2 separate regions of the Bombyx mori genome follow, and region 1 is linked to region 2. The links are chromatin contacts, called in public Hi-C maps. All regions are on one chromosome and are shown on one strand. The core of a region is the stretch at or near the end of the contact, and the rest is flanking DNA. Distances in the headings are between cores, read along the strand shown.

Evidence for each region. Hi-C and Micro-C count contacts between places; a contact is called where the count stands out from the background.
Region 1: a contact with region 2 is called in a Hi-C map of whole pupa, with 4 times the contacts expected there. The contact joins two enhancer-like sites.

The regions. Positions count from the first base shown.
Region 1 is chr25:6,940,549-6,945,285 of ASM3026992v2, forward strand. No RefSeq gene overlaps it. Among protein-coding and RNA genes, the nearest start is that of LOC119630593, 18 kb to the right of the region's middle. Within about 2 kb of position 2,868, at least 8 of the 8 cell types and tissues checked have open chromatin away from gene starts, as enhancers often do.
Region 2 is chr25:6,898,438-6,903,178 of ASM3026992v2, forward strand. No RefSeq gene overlaps it. Among protein-coding and RNA genes, the nearest start is that of LOC134201361, 3.1 kb to the right of the region's middle. Within about 2 kb of position 2,319, at least 1 of the 8 cell types and tissues checked has open chromatin away from gene starts, as enhancers often do.

The sequences.
Region 1 (4,737 bases), core at 1,618-4,117, 43 kb after region 2:
GGTTTTTTGGTCGCGAGCGCAGAGGGCCGTGGCGTGATCGCCCAAACACTTAACACATCGGGGGCGCGCGTGACAGTTACGGGAAGAGTGCCCGTACAATTGACAGTTATGGCACTGGCTAGGAGTGCCTTTTTTATGGGGGGCTTCGACAGCGATACCAGAGAGCCTACAGACGGTCTGTGTGTTAAAGATTTTCTTACCCTCGGGGGTAGGCTGGAGAGCGACTAGAACCATATTATATGGCTCCCTACCGCGACCGGTGTGCATACGGTGCACAGAATTCACTGGTAGGCCTTGTTCTAACAGGTCGGCTTTTACGAGCTCTACATCTAACTCTTTAGGGATTCCGCGTATTACAACGCGGAGTTCGCGCTCCTCCTGGAGCGTATACGTATGGAAACTTATACGCTCCTTACGGAGGTAAGAAGAGAGGGCCCTATGGTCGTCGGGTGTTTGAACCTTAATTTGAATGCCGTTCTTGAGGTTACGGGCATTCGTGAAATTTATATTTTTGGCCTTAAGGGCTAGGCAAACTCGATCCCAAGCTGCCTTCTCCTGAAGGATAACCGGGGGAGGGGTCTGGGTTTTATTTTGTGCCACCGGACGCGGCGACGGAGTGGCACGGGCTGGGGGCAATTGTGTTGTAATAAGAGCTGTCGTGCTTTGAAACGCAATGTTGGACTGCTTCGTGGCAGAAAGTACTCAGATTAATAAAAAATATCAAAAAAATGTTTTTCTAATAATTTTCGTTAAATATTAAACAGTCGCGTTATTATTGAATGAAGCTATTTATAAATATCATAATAAGTATGTACACTTATGTAATAAAAAAAATATAGTGCTCGAATATCGCGAAGTTAAAATAACAACAAAGCTATAACAGTTCTAAGTGAGGTTTCATAAACTTAGCTACTGTGCTACTTGCGGTATCGGTGGGATGTGTTTTCCTACAAGCGTGAGTCATACATATGAAGCACGGGGCTGCCCAGTTTGTATGTATGTCTAGAACGGATTCAGGAATACTATGTGGATACGTATTCCTCCAGTACGATTGGCATGCACATAGATAAAAAAACAGTTCTTACGTTAATGATACAATGACAAATACCTTCCCTAAAGTACCGGCAAATGTAACAAGTTTCAAATCAGCCGAATAAATTACACATTATGTACATGTGTGCAAACATTTAGGTCACAAACAAACAACCACTCAAATATTAATGTTTATCTAAACACTTATGCATAAAAATGTGCACCTAAGCAAATAGCCTATTTCATTTACTCATTAATTTATTTTGATATGTATTCTTAAAATTAGTAGGGCAGGCTCTAGCGATTTTGTTTACAAATTTTGATTTATTCAGAAAAGTAGAAAAAATACATGTAAACCATTCCTTTTGATCATAGATCAATAGACATGAAACATCTCCCTACAAGTGTCCATTACGTGTTTTAAGTCTATGGTCGACTATAGTCTATGGTCGACTATAGACTATGCTCACATATGTTTAAAGGTTTTTACATCGCGCGTCCGGCCCTGCGTCTCGTAAATAGCGGCCACCGATAAGGCCTGCAGCTACACGTGATAAGATCACGTGGTCGCAGCTCGGAATCTCGCTGAAACGGTTCAAGGTCGCACTACACCTGTACCGAAGTCTTTATTAACATTTGTTTTAAATCCTTAAAAAATGAAAAATAAAGCAAAAAATGCTCTGAAGCTTTACATTCGGTTTTTCCTTGTTGAAATATAGAAAATGGTGCTAGCGTATCAGCTTCAAAATACAATGGGAGCCTTTGGTCTTACTTTTGTAATAACGCTAGAAATTCATGAATACAATATAGGTACATCCAAAAAGATATGAAAAGTTATCTTGGAGTATTAGCAGTAGTAGTTACTACACTTCTACTACTTTTAAAGTAGGTACCTCCTACATTTCTAATTTTGTCACAAAACAAGCAAAACCTTAGATAACCAAAATGCGTTGCAGTACCTATCCCGCCAAATTTTATTTTCCCGCGTTGCTATCGCCATATTTCATCGGTGGGTCTGGCGGCGGGAGCGTTCAGAATCCAATAATTTTGTCTATGACAATATCCCTGAGACCAAAATAGATAGGCCGGAGTTGTTCTTTGTAGCAAGCAGCCCCTAAATAGAGTGCGTAATAGGAAGGGGAGGTCGGAGAGGGCGACCGTCACCCCGCGCATGCGCTCCACTCCCCACGATAATATCGCTTTTGTGTTTTTGTTTTATACTGGCTTGTTTAATAAATTTTAGTGTTCAAAATACCTACCTACCGTGACATAGGTATGGATTTATTTATTAAATTACCATAAACGAGTTGACTAGTTCATAGCCCGATTGATGTTAAGCGGTCACCAGAACCCAAAAACCTTACAATGCGATTTTTTTTTAATCGCTTATATGGGTGGACGTTCTCACAGCCCACCTGGTGTTAAATGGTTACTGGAGCCCAAAGACATCTACAACGTAAATTAGCCACCCACCTTGAGATACAAGTTCCAAGGTCTCAAGTATAGTTACAATGCTACTACTACTACTAAAACTAAATACTACTAATGTTATGCGAATGCTACTACCCTCCTTGTGAGATAAGGTCTATAACTTTCAGTACATTAATATTCAATCATCTTATTCACTAATAGAATTATCACATAAAATACTCGCATTTTATATACATTTTACGTCATTGGTGATTTAGAAAGAAGAAAAGAGTATGAAAACTACTTTAGTCAAATGAAGATTATATTGTGCATGATAATATGTTCACTTATTACTGTGGGATATGCATTATATACAGCCGCACAGAGCAGGAGATGTCGAAGGGTGCGCGTGTCGGCGTCCGGCAGATGTGCGATGCACGTGGCGGCCGAGCTGCGTACAATGGAACGCACTCCAACATGGCGGCTGGATACCTTTCCCGCTCTTTTTACTTTTAAATCTCCTGTCTACAAATGTACAAAACATAACTGCGCAGTAAATATGTGTTAAATAATAGAAATTACAATTAAGATTTTGCAATAGTATTATTCGTTACCGTGTGCTGTGTTCTTTATAAATAATAGAGAAAACGATAAGAGCTCAAAATATTAATAGCATCGAAATAAACATAGATGAAATAATGTTAACGATGTTGATTGAAGCTTACTTTTTTAATTTCCTACCTATGCTGATAGCCTTGAGAGGCTATTTCAGCTTCACCCTAACGTTTGTAGGTGAGCTCACGGGGCTCAACCAGAGAGTTGCTAACACTGACCCTAGCAAGAGCAGTGCTTCGCAGAATCTACCAACGGATCGGAAACGCGACCCTGAAGCTTACGATAGATACTCTACAAATCGAAAGGCACAATTTCTGACACATTGCCTAAAATATCAGTAACGGGAACTGTTCAAATGATACCTTTAAAAGCTTAATTATCTTTTTATTTGTTGCTTGGATGGGTGGACGAGCTCACGGCCCACCTGATGTTAAGTGGTTACTGGAGCCCATAGACATCTACAACGTAAATGCAAGGTGGGTGCATCTTGAGATATAAATTCTAAGGTCTTAAGTATAGTTACAACGACTGCGCCACCCTTCAAACCGAAACCCATTACTGCTTCATGCCAGAAATAGGCAGGGTCCCACCTACCTACCTACCCTACTACCCACCCTACTTACCCGTGCGAACTCTACACGATGTTATTCCTTCACCGTGGAAGTCAATCGTGAACATTTGATAAGTACGTATTTCATTAGAAAAATTGGTATCCGCCTGCGGGATTCGAACACCGCTGCATCGCTCGACAGGAATGCGTTTTAACCTTTAGGCCACGACGACTTAGTTCTTCTCTGAAGGGTGGGACAAAGGACCTTTATAATTTCAACATCGTTATTCAAGATAGGTAGCGTAGTACCACTGTACTCTTTCTACGCTTAATACTGTACCTCCCTATCTTGACTAGTATAAACAACCTTGGCGTTAAGTTTGAATTGGAATCCATTGTACAGAAAGTCCGATAAATAAAAGAAAAAAGCGCCAAATCTGTTCGTTTACTTAGCATTTACTTACGGCAAAGATAACTTACACCGTGTTCGAAGTTATTATTGGTTATTTGGTAGTGCATTCACAAAAACATGGTAAAGTGATGTGATTGATAGTTCTCTAGAATGTACATATATTTTGGGAACGGTGTGGTCGTTGTCTGGTTTTTCCAAAATAGCGGAGTTGTTAAGCAAGCATTGGGCAAACTACTAAAAGGTAAAGGTAAAAGGTGGAGGGAAATCGTACGGGAGAAACTGATGCAGCGGGGGAGTCTCGACCCTCAGTAATGAGGAAAACGACGCGAGGAGGAGGATACTACTTTTGGTCATAATAATATATTATGATTCATAACAATGGCTGAAAAGGGGCGTTCTAGGTTCATTTTTGAATTAAAGTGGGTCTAGCCTCTATTATTCTAAAGTTGCGATATGTAAGTTTTGGTTTGTAATTCAATCGTATCTCTATGTCAACCGTAGGTACCTCTTTTGTTTTGTTTTAATTGTTATGTGCCCTATCTATATTTCAATGTTAATTGGGTAAATGAGATAGTGCTATACTTCTCGAAATACATGGTTTAACTACTTCTGTTGTACTTTATAGTTTATAGCGTTATACCAGTGTTTGTCTAGTTTTCAAAATTCGACCAAAATCACTGACACCTCAAGGTTTAAATTCGTTTTTTGGATATCGTTT
Region 2 (4,741 bases), core at 1,069-3,568:
GGGGAAGGTCTCTTACCAAACTTTGTTCTATGGTATACATTGAAATTAATTAAATACTCTCTGATTATGCATATAGTGACGAAGCGTAGCGTGCTCGAGTTATTACCCCCGTACAACGTTTTGAAGTGCAAAGGAATCATACTCTTTCGCCTGAAGACAAGGATACCAGCAATGTAATGAAAATAAGAAAAAAAAAACAATTGATATCACTTTAACTACGATTGTTAGAACACGAAGTTCTGAAAGAACAAAATCTACTATCGATTCAAAAATGGACCATAGTGCTTAATAATAAATATATATATTTTTCAAAAAGTTTTCAAAATTAATCTTTTCTGATTTTAATACAAAAAAATCAAACATAATCTTGAGAGCATTGCTAACGAGTTTTTAAAGCTCTAAGAACCACCCGAGAAATTTTTTAAACATATCTATCAATGAAGTACTGAATACTGCTGGCAAGACCTCTTGTAAGTCCGCACGGGTAGGCCACCCCGCCTATTACTGCCATGAAGCAGTAATGCGTTTCGGTTTGAAGGGTGGGGTAGCCGTTATAACTATACTCAGACCTTAGAACTTATTTCCATTGTAACTATACTGAGACCTTAGACCTTATTTCTCCAGATGAGTGGCGCATTTACGTTGTAGATGTCTATGGGCTCCAGTTACCACTTAACACCAGGTGGGCTGTGAGCTCGTCCACCCATCTAAGCAATAACAAAAAGTCCGAGCTTGAACCCGCGAATCTTACATCAAGACAGGCTTGGTACCGTCGCCCCTACCTTGGAGGTCCTGATCGGTACTAGCTGAAATACGTAAAAGGCACGTAACTACTTCCTTCAAAATCAAAACGGCTTTCCAAAATACAAATATCTAAAGTAAAATTGGCTTCAGAACAGAGCACAATCAAGTTAACTTATGAAGGTGTAGCTACGCCTACAAGGATTTTATTTTAGATCGCAGTCGAAGCAGATTTTTAAAAATAAATCTTTAGTAGTTTCAGGTTATTCCTGAATAATTGGCTCAGATTGAAACGGACTTTAATGTTATCGTTTTGTATGACGATCCTAAAACGATAAGTTTTTCGTAATTTAAGTAACTGACCGTAAAACTGATTACAGTGGCTTTAAAAACAACAAAAAACAAAAGAAAATCGTGGCGCTTCCTTTTAGTTATACGACTTTTTAAACGCACGATACATATGTGAACTATTTAAAAAAAAAAAATAACAATTGCTTCAACTAATTCCGACTGAAAAATTCATAAAATAGCTGTAATACAAAAGTGCATTTTCGAACTTATTGAAACTACAATATTCAAAATAAAGAAAATATATTTGTAACCAGCCAGTAACCGACTACCAAAAACAATGTAAACTCGTCAGAAATCACTCAAAGAAGACATATAATTTAATTATGTTAATTAAATATTTGATCATAGCTTAATTACTTTTGGAGGTTTTTACTAAGTTATGGGATACCTAGCTATGAAAGCTATGACGAATCTAGGGCCTAAGAAACTGTCGAGAAAAATATACAAGCTTTTTTTCACCTCATGGTTATTTGGTGTGAGTCCACGGCGTGAGCACCGTTGTACATACATCATGAGGCTTGATGATCATATCCCGATCGTGATATAATCACGTATATATATTATAATATCACGTCATATGTATTTATATATTAAACAATACATGAAAATGAATTTACGACGAATTTGGCATTTATTTACTTCTTGAAGCGAGAAAGTGAATTAGCTAAAAAATTGCTTAGTACAATAAATATGGTTAGATTTTATGTAAATATAATAATTTGTTAATACTTTTTATGTAAGCAAAACTTCTAAGCTTAGCATCGACCAATTTACACACAATTCCGAATACTTTTTTCTAATTTATAAGCTAGCTATTAGCAAAGTGGATCTGGCATAAGAATTTGATTAAAATTATTCAACAACATTTTCAAGAACTACAAACATTAAAAGTAGGTAAGTAAAACTTGAAACAAGATAGTATATCCACATATTAAGCATGGAAAACGACAAATTAAAGACGAGGAGATAACAGTCCCATTCTTTCGTGCGCGTACAAAACCTAATTCATTGCTTCATTTGAATAGACGACGTACATCGGTAAGTAGCGGGCCAGCAAGCTACATCGACGTCGGAAATAGCCTCCTACGACGAGGCAAAAGGCGCCGTATTCTTCTTATAACTTTACGTGTTTCTATCCAGTCGAGACGAGCTGTGTACATCTCCAGTCGAGAACGTACCCTTCCGAGTTTAAGAACCCCATCAAATACCAAGAAGCTACAACTTTAGGTGTCTTCTGAATTTTGGCGTGTTATACTTTACGGAATGTTTTCCTACGGCGTTTTATCTCTCTCTGCTTCTCTGCTCTTTGACTTCGCCTGACGTAGTTGACCTCAAATTCTTAATATCGTTCTTATAAAGAGAATTCTAAGGAATAAACTTCCGCGACAAGCGTCGAGAGCGGACTGGTTGTCTCGGATGTTTTAGGGCTCATTAAGATACCAGAAATTATGGTTTTCGCAAAGAGGAATATAGAGAATGAAAATCGAGAAAGTGTAATAAAATTCTCGGTTTCGAAATTAAAGTTATTTTTATGGAGACAAGTATTTGCCGCTTAGTACCTACTACTATTTTTCGTCTGAACCTAGTATTTATAAAGCTCCTAACGGTGTTATTACTTCAAATAATTCAGCTCCCTTTTCTTTACATTGATATTAATGTGAAATAGAGTTAATTATGTTAGTGCGGAAACATAACTAGAAGCGAGCATTTGGTAATGTTGCGGGTAGTGTCATTCAAGGCTGGCGTATATTTCGGCAGTGTATGTGAAATGCGGGCGAGTGAGTGAGGGCGGCGCGGGCGGCGTCGACGCGCGATTGTCAAACCGGCGGCCGCTGACGCAACGCGCGACCTCTTTGTCCGGAGTCCGACGGAATGGCCGCGGAGCCGGCCTCGCCTGCGCCACACCGCTGTCCGCGCTCGAGTAATTACGAATGTCAAATGTTATCGCACGCAACCGTCCGCCGCACCGTCCGCACTCCGCTGCGCCGCTCTTCATAATAATAAAACCTGATATTTAAAACGGAACGTCCTTCTAACGCCGTGTAGTTGCGCCGACGCCAATCTACGATAATAATAAGCTGACTGCCTAGAAAGCTTTACGCTGAACCGCTGCACACTCTTGTATGAATAGACGGTCTCGAATGCGAAGCGCTGTAGCGCTGAGTGCGCGCGCCACGTAGCGCTCACATAAGTACGGCCAGTTCTATGCGCGCCTGTATAGCTATTAAATGTATATAGAATATATAGTAGTAATCGCTCGACGCAGCGGTATTATGTCGGAAATATACCGGCGGCCCCGCGCCTCAAGCCGATTCACCATTTCACGATTTAGTTTGTATGGGAAGTTTAATTTCGATTTTTAAAAGCATTGGTAAGAGTTATCGAATTGGTTCTTTTGGTAAAATATAAAGCATAACTTAAGCCTTCCTTAATGCTATATAGAGTGAGTCTAGTGTATCGAATTTTAGAAATAAATACATCAGGCGAGCTTTTTTGTAGGGTTTTTTTTTACTATTTTCAAGACTATTTTGACTTTACTATGCATATCACATATATTTAATTTAATATTTAAGCATTTTTTTGTTTTTTCAAAACTTAATACACAATGCCTATAATTATTTTTAATCAGAGAAAACAGTATAGGAAACCTATATACATTAAATACATATGAACAAAAAAATACTTTTAAATCACTTCTATATTGGACATAATATAACCACGTATTTTGATAGTACCTTGTAACATTGATTCTTCTGAAAAAGCTATAATATTGGATATTATAGCATTAATGAGTCAAACATTTATTAATATTATTATTTATTATTATTGTCTTTATTAACAATCTTAATTCATATTTAGGTGCATACTATTAATGTAATTTTCTAAACGTTTGACATCAACAAAGATTGTTTTGTTTTTGCATAGGCCTCCCCCAAATCCTGCCATAAGCCCCGGTCGTGGCATTTCCTCTTCCACGTAGAGATCTGCAATGGCCTTTATGTCATCTACCCACACTCGGAACGGTCGTCTTTTTAATCTTTTCCCCTCTCGAGGTTACCATTCAGTTACTAATTTAGCCAATTTTTCTGTTTTGCCTCTTATTAGATGAAGTGCCCATTTCCACTTTATTTTTTTAATTGTGTATGATACGTCCAATATTTTTGTTTTTGGAACGAAGTTCCTTATCGCGCGTTGTGAAAGGGGGCTAGACGGAAAAAATTCTTACGAAAATTGTTACGACACTTTTTGTTATAAATTCTTACGAAAAGTTGTCACGACACTTTTTGCTATAAATTCTTACGAAAAGTTGTCACGACACTTTTTAGATCCGTCATTCTGACCAATCAACGTGTAGGCGCTTATCGCGTGACATTGCTCGTATCCGATTGGTCCGCGTAATGAGTACAGTTTCTCGAGATAGCGTTTCAACAATAGTAATTTAGTTCATAGTATTGTGTTTTTTTTCTTCATAATGCCGTAATTTATTATTATAACTTTAAAAAAAAATTACAATTCCTTCACTAATTAATCGAAAGGAACTTCGTTCCATCCGGGTGTCCCTTGACACCTCTGAAGTTTTCATCCAGATATATTTTAATTATGTTTTATCCTTTCTTTTACCATTTAACATGCTTCTCTTCTTCTCTTA